2 separate regions of the Triticum aestivum genome follow, and region 2 is linked to region 1. A link is a contact called in public Hi-C data. All regions are on one chromosome and are shown on one strand. Each heading gives the region's core, a stretch centred on a gene start, on an enhancer-like site or on the middle of the called end of the contact. The rest is flanking DNA. Distances are from core to core; before and after follow the strand shown. Region 1 holds the start of LOC123070194 (peptide deformylase 1B, chloroplastic). Region 2 holds the start of LOC123065465.

Evidence for each region. Hi-C and Micro-C count contacts between places; a contact is called where the count stands out from the background.
Region 2: a Hi-C map of leaf shows a contact between it and region 1, with 7 times the contacts expected there. The contact joins the promoter of LOC123065465 here to the promoter of LOC123070194 in region 1. A contact is called at or near these places in 2 of 5 Hi-C or Micro-C datasets (both in leaf).

The regions. Positions count from the first base shown.
Region 1 is chr3B:429,490,488-429,494,407 of IWGSC CS RefSeq v2.1, forward strand. LOC123070194 (peptide deformylase 1B, chloroplastic) reads right to left here and starts at 1,627. Exons shown (of 7, transcript XM_044493265.1): 1 at 1,336-1,627; 2 at 1,106-1,244; 3 at 326-518. The coding sequence starts at 1,543.
Region 2 is chr3B:429,766,587-429,770,506 of IWGSC CS RefSeq v2.1, forward strand. LOC123065465 reads left to right here and starts at 1,864. Exons shown (of 1, transcript XM_044488736.1): 1 at 1,864-3,531. The coding sequence starts at 2,804. The coding sequence ends at 3,388.

The DNA of each region.
Region 1 (3,920 bases), core at 377-2,876:
AACCAAAATATAGTATTTCAAATTTTAGTTATATTCTTAATTTAAAATTTATATCACATACAACTACATCTACTTAAAATGTATTTCAATCAATTCTTGCAGCAACACGCAGGGTATCATCTAGTTATCAGTTAAATGCTTATGCCACCATAGCACCTGGGTTTTGTGCAAATGTTGAAAAGTTATCTCAAAAATATATAATTGACTCAACCGTATGTCCTCCATAGAATGGATGGCAACCAGTAATTGCTAGTAACTCAAGAGGTGAACAGACACAGCCAACAACTTAGATCTTAATAAGAGCAAAGATAAAGGCTACTCTCACCAGCACATTGGCATATATTCCAGGGAACGACAAGCACCCTTCTTCATAGACTGACAATCGCTTTGAGAACTTGTAAACTACTGGGTTGACAAGGACAATTTCCTCTCCTTCCCCTTTCACCCCAGCTGGGTTGAATACCATGAGCTGCACGTTCACTCCAACTTGTGGTGCCGAGAGACCAATGCCATCAGTCCTGTAGCATGAAACCAGGTCAATCCTTTCTAAAAACAGCGGAGAGGCCTATGAGGTTATGACGGGATATTTGCACCCACTAGAATATGACTAAGGCATTTCAGGTCCACCATAAGTAAATGAGTAATATGACATATAGCCCAGATAAAAAAAAATATTAACTATAGCAGTAGCACCATGTGCACTCATGCACAACTACCTGACCATTCCAGGGCTCAGAGCCTCAGATAGCCTCATGAGTATAAATGACACCTCAATTTGCTAATTTGACAAGAGCAATGCATATAAAATACTAGAGAACGTAGGAGATGTGCACACATGTGCATCTCTTGTCTATCGGTTGATAGTGTCAAGGTCCCTAACCACCTAGCGACTCTGGGGGTGTATGGAAAGTCAGTGTATACAGGAAGAGGCAAAAATCAGAGCACTATATGGACTTCTACAAGCCAGTGGTGCTCAAATTAACGATACCGTGCATATATTTAGTAAAGAAAGTGGCACGGCAACCTCATGTGCATTTCATCAAACAGCTCCGGTGCGCACAGCAGAGGCAAGGTAAAAGGCACATGGCTTTACGTCCAGACTCACTTGTACATGACATCAAACATCTCGTCCGCGAGGGAGCGAAGGTTGTCGTCGAAGGTGTTGATGCGCTTGTTGCGTGCGCGCAGGACGGGGTCGGGGTACTGCACTACCTTGAGCGGCTGGTCGAACCGCAGGTCCGCAGCTACACCGTGCAATAACAACAACGTAGTAAGAGAATTAGAGATATAAGCTACAATCCGAGTAACGAAGAGTTCCTGGAAGCGGCTGCTAACCTGTGGCAAAGTCGTCATCCTCGTTGGGCGGGGCGGCGGCCATGGAGGAGCCGAACCCGCGGCGCGTGCGGGCGGCGAGCGGCGTAGCCGGGCCGGTGCGTCGTAGGGGAAGGGTCCTGGGGTGGGTAGCGAGGAGGGGGCGAGAGGAGAAGGACGCGAAGGCGCGGAAGCGGGGGCAGAGGCGAAGGTGGAAGCACGCGGTCGCCATGGTAGTGGCCTGTCCCTTCTCGTGGCCTGGTTCGATTTTTTTTCCCCGTTGGAGAGTTGTGCGGGCACCACAAGGTCGACGTGATCCGATTGCATTCAAAGAAAAAGGTCGACGTGATCGGACGGCTGTAGCCCGTCCAGTTATTTTATATCTGAAAAATACGACCTGTTGCTTGTTTTTCCCTACGACTAAAACTCCTGTTTTTATATATGCGGCTAAAGAGGGCTGGGCGTTCGGTTCCCCCGAACCGATCGGATCGGTTCCTCGGTCAATTCAAAATTTCGGTTTTGGCAAAGCACAGACCGATCGGTCAGTAGAATATTAGCTAACTGATGATTCTCTGCACCGAAATTTCGGTTTGGTCGTCGGTTCTACCGAACAGCACCGAGTAAATAACAGACGGAATCACTACCTCTATTCTGATGAATGTACAGTACACATACTAGCAGCAGGAGCATCTATACTTTTATTCTGTGCAGTGCTTATAGGTCTGTGTACTAGCTACTAGTAGCCACTACTGCTATTGATTCTCCCGAGCAAAACTTTACTCTATAAAATTAGCGGTGGCAGCTCCTTTAGTCAAGGGGACCTATAAACCAGGACGGAGGTAGTACCCCAGAGAAGTACTACTACTAGTACTTTGTCTTTTAGACAAAATATATAGCGACGGTGGCTCACTGTGGTACTACTCAGGTTCGCCTCTTCCTGATGCGGCCGTTGGACTCAGTGCACTCGAGAAGTGGAAAGAGCACTTGAGTACAGCAACAGACGTGCAGGTCGGACCCCTATGTTTTCTCGGGTTTCGGTCTATTCGGTTACCCCAGCAATAAACCCGAATTCACCGGACAAAATTCGGTTTTCATCAAATGGCAACCGGACATACAACCGAAGTTCCCGGTTTCGGTGAATTCGGCTTCGGTGCCGGTTAATTCGGTTCGGGACATCGGTTTTCGGTTTATATGCCCAGCCCTAGCTAAAGAGGATAGCACAATTGTCTCTGTTTATCACCTGACAGGAGCCCATCTCATAGACATGTAGGATCTGATTGATTGCAGCGATGCTCTCCGGGTTGGCTTCGAACAGGAGAAGTGAGTCCACGAACAGTAGATGACTTGATGTGTTCATTTTGTTCCGCCTGAAGTAGTATAATGTGAAGATATACGGTGATATTGGATCACCCTGTCGCAGCCCACGGCCTCGGATCACTTGTTCAGTGCATGACTCGTTCACCTTAAATCGGAATCTGACTGTCCTTATGCACATACTGATGAGTTTGATAAAACCTTGCGCAAACCCAACCTACTTCATGACCTTCTCGAGAAAACCCCACTCGACACGATTGTATGCCTTGCTCATATATAACTTGAGGGCTGCAAAGCTTGTGCTCCCCGACCTTTTCCTCTTGAAGAAGCGGGTCATCTCATATGTCAAGATCGTGTTATCTGATATCAATCTCCCGGGCACAAAGGCACTCTGATTAGGTGAAATAATATCTTCCAATATAGTTTTCAACCGGTTGGCCAAGGCCTTGGACACGAGCTTGTACACTACATTGCAAAGGCTAATTGGGCGTAAATCTTTCAGAGTCTCTGGATTTTGTACCTTTGGGATTAACACTGCCAGAGTGTCGTTCCATCCCTCCGACATGTTGCCGCCTCGCAATACATGCAAAACCTCTGGCATCACAGAATCACCAACCAAACTCCAGTAATGCTGATAGAAAAGTGTTGGAAGCCCATCCATACCCGGGGCCTTAAGATCGCCAATACTATCCAATGCTTACTTTCTTGGGGAACGTTTCATGGAAAACAAAAAAAATCTATGCACACGCAAGATCTATCCATGGAGATGCATAACTACGAGAGGGGAAGAGTATCTTCATACCCTTTAAGATTGCTAAGCGAAGCGTTTATCAACGTGGTTGGTGTAGTCATATACCTTCACGATCTGTCCCAATGAAGTATCAAGTGTATGGCACCTCTGCATTCAGCACACGTTCAACTCGATGACGTCCTCGCCTTCTTGATCCAGCAAGAGAGGCGAAGTAGTAGATGAGTTCCGGCAGCACGACGGCATGGTGATGGTGGTGGTGAAGAACAATCTCCGCAGGGCTTCGCCAAGCACAACGGAAACTATGACGGAGGATAAACTGGAGGGGGCGGGGTTGCCGTCACACGGCATGGTGAATCTTCATGTGTTCTAGGGGCTAGCCCTGCTCCTCTATTTATATATTGAGCCCTGGGGTAGTTTCTTGGAGAAAGAGCCTCCTCAAAGTTGGTTTGGAACGCAAGGAAGAGTCCTTCTCGGTTTCCAGTACCATACGCCACGGTCCTCGGCGTCTGGCCCAGGGCCGGACGCCATGGTCCCTGGCGTCTGG
Region 2 (3,920 bases), core at 614-3,113, 280 kb after region 1:
TTGGATGGGGTGTATAGGTCAGGCCTATGACCCTACCATATGTCTATGGCGTCGTCAGGCGATTCTGTGTGGGACTCCGTCATCAGTCCGACGTGACGAACATGCCTGGCTACCCCCAATTCTGCCCCATATTTTGGCTGGATATGAGGGGTGCCGGCCAGTCCAGGCGCTTGAGACCCGGTTGGGGCACCTGTCTGGGTTGAATTTTTGTGACCGGTTAGTGACCGGGTTGTCCGCCCGAGCGTTTGAGGGATGTCCGACTATAGATTCTCTAACTTATACATGGATTTCGGCAGGATATAATTTGAAAATTGCCCACATGGAGCGAATGGTGTGACCTATGAATATACTACTTGGTTAGATTCTCCCATGGGAAGGTGTATGGTGAGAAGCGATTTGTGGCACGCATATTTGTGGCCATCAGATTGTCTCGTGGTTTACTTTTTGCATGCGCTTTAGCCCTTAATTACCTTTGATGAGGTCGATGCTTGCAACTTTTTGTATCTTTTGGTAGCTCCACAATCCCTCCTCTGATATTTTTATTTTTGACTTTCAAATTTCAATCCATTATATATTTTAACCAAAATATTAATTTATAGTTCATTTGCATATTTGTTTTCCTTGTGGCAAGGGCTTTGAAACATGATCACTTTTTAAATACCTTTGACAACTTTTCAAAACTTAACAAGTTTCAACTACTAAAACTTATCGAATGATAAATTCACCAAGTTTCAGATACTAGAATTTAACCCCGCAACCTTAAAACCCTAAACCCTAACCCACAAGCCTTAAACCCTAAACCATAAAAGCAAATGAAACTTGATAAGAACATCTATAGCAGGACTCCTTAAATTGACCAGGCGGACGTAGGGACCACTAGCTGGACATGAGAGAGAAGCAAAAAATTGATCCAACCGGACCCCTCAAAGCCTCCTTAAATGTTCGAGCTGTCCGGCAACCCTCATATTCATCTCATATATGAGATGAGTATGCGGAGTGCCTGGGTTTGTCCGTCAGTGGTTCTACGTTCGTCACATAGGATTGGGCCCGCCATAGAGCATCTTTTTTCTTTCCTTATTATTTATTTTCTTTCTCTCTCTCCTTCTCCAACAATCACATACCGGTGACAGGACATATAAGAACAAAAGTGATGGACATGGCTGCGTGAACGAAAAAATAGGAAGCCAAAGTGGACAAGCCCAGACGCTAACCGGGCGCGTCCGCCGACGTTTGAGGGGCCAAATTTGTTCAGTCCGGCTATAGATGCTCTAAAACTTTACGAAACCTAGTAAGACTTAATATTGCAACTACCAAGTATTGACATTTGAAACTTGGCAAAAGAATTAATGTTCTCAAAATGTTTTTAGGTTTTATCTTGTTTGAAAGTCCTCGTGGCAAGGAACACGAATATGCAAACGAAATATAAATTGGACTTTCGGTTCTATAGTAGATTCAAATTTAAAGATGAAACGAAATATAAGTTGAACATTCAGTTCAAAAGATATAGTGGATGGGTATGCAACCTTGTCAAAAGCTGCCAAAAGCATGCATGGATAATAAGTAATGAATGAGGAGCTATTTTTCTTGCTGTAAAAAGGATAAGAGAAGGCTGCTATGACATAACGAAACAGTCAGTTTCCAACAATAGTTTGTGTTTGCCAACGAACCCAAAAAAAAAACATGAAAGCCACATACATGGCAGAAGAGTCAATCTGCCATAAGTTGACAGTTCAGCATTCTTTTTTCTTTTGAATTACTTGCAATCGCAACAGTTCAATTCTAGTTTATCCCACGTCTATCATTCTCCAGCCTGCTTAAAACCCTTCTCCGTTTGCAAGCTTATTCCATTCCGCCCCCTTGCAAGACATCTCTCCCTCGCGTCTTCTTTCCTCTCAACCGTCGCGACGACGCGTGCGGCCGGCAGGTTCCTAGTGCCGGTAGCCGTAGTCCTCGCCCGCGCGTAGATAGCCGCGGGAGAGTCGAGATCCTCAGGTTTCCATCTCCCTCCATTCCCAGGTGAGTCCGAATTCTCGCTACGCTCGCTGAATATGACATGCCCATGCGTGGTTAGTGATTTCTCTTATCAGGACATAAGTCCCGCGTTTAGCTTTCTTGCGACCCAATTGCCCGGTAATGCTGTAAGAAGCATCGATCGTTTCGTTTTCCTGCGTTTCTTCGCATTTGTTGAACATGTTATTAGTTTGGGAAGCCGAATGTATCGCTGATTCGATTCGATTCGATCGACTTGTGCATGCCTTGACCTAAGTCAGTGTTTATTTGCGGAAGGAAGAGATCAAGAGGGAACGATTCCTGGTGGTCGTCGTCACGAACGTGTTTGCAGAAGGAAAAAGGGGAGTTCCGAGACGTGCTTCCCATATCATCTTCCAAATGTTCTATCCTAGTATTTGGGTATTTTCCGCCAGACCTAGGATTGCTCTTCTCTTCTTCTGTCGAAATGATTTGTTTTTTTGTCTCTAGATATATAAGTAGTTAGCTACAACTACGTCTATACTGTAGCACATTTTAAAAGGCAGTACACGCGGTTATCCGGCCAGCACTGCGCTGTCGTTCAAACCAAAACCATCAGTCCATTGCACCGGGTCTCCAGTCTGCTTCACAGATTATAATATCATGCTGGCGTGACATTGTACTACTGAATCACAGCTTAATTACTGTCTCCAACCCATCGATAACGACATTCGCTGACCATGTACTACTTCCTTTGTTGATTCCAGGCAAGAAGTCAGCGACTCCTCTCATACTGGCCGAGTCTACGTACCGTCGGCGCGTTCGGCCGGTGGCAATGGCGTCGTCACCACCGTACCGGTTCCCCGCACTCTGCGAGGAGGAGCCCGCGCGACGCTCCGCCAGGCAGTCATGCGGGACATGCGGCGCGTCGGCCGTGGCCAACTGCGTGGCACTGTGCTGCTGCCCGTGCGCCGTGGTGAGCTGCTTCACGCTGGCGCTCGTCAAGGCGCCCTACGTGGCCGGCCGGCGATGGGTCAGGCGCGCCAAGACGCGGCGTATCAGCAGGGGCGTGCTGCGGAAGACGAGGCGCGTCCGGGACCTGGACGACCAGCTGTACCAGGTGGAGGGGCTGGGCGGCAGTGGCGGCGCCGCGCGGGCGAGCAAGGAGGGGGACTGGGGCGGGATGAGCCGGACTGCCGCCTCGGGTTGGTGGGAGAACACCAATGATGTAAATTTGCTCGGGGATGGCAGGATGAGGGTGAGCGTGACGGAGAAGGCGTGGATGGAGATGTACGACGTCGGCCACTGGGGCTTCGGCCGGCTGTCCTTCTCGCGGGCCAGAGAGGCCGCGCCCGCCGTGCAGGTGGTCAGGGACGACCGAGAGCCCCAAGAGGATGGCACTGTTGCTGCGGGGCGGTGACAGAGTTCGTGCGGCATGCCACGCCTTGCTAATTGTTTTGTGCTATAAGCTTTGTTGCACGCGGTGAGATTGTGTGTGGTTTGTACGGAAATACGGAATGGACAGCTTGTTGGTGATCGACAAGAACCGCTATTTGAAGAGGAAATAAACCCTGAGATTGTAGAGGCGGACGCAAATAAACCCTCACCTTCAAATCCCTGAAGTCTGTACCCTGACCTCTCTAATCCCGGTCTATCTGAACCCTAGATACGTTTGGCACACCGGGAAAAGCACAATCCTGGCCAGGATCTCGCTTCTCTCATTGGCGTACGTGTACGCGTACTTGCAGACGCACGTGAGGATCGCTTACCTACACGCGCACTGCTGGCGACGTCGTGGCCGTGTCCTTCCCAGTCTCTGCTGCATTGGCCCGGCACTTGCACCCCAGCAGAGGCCATTCCCAGCAGTGCGCCCAGCTTGAGCACAGGAGAGTAGCACAAGATGGCAGCCACCAGACGACGACCATAGACCCAGAGTCTGGCAGTCAATACAT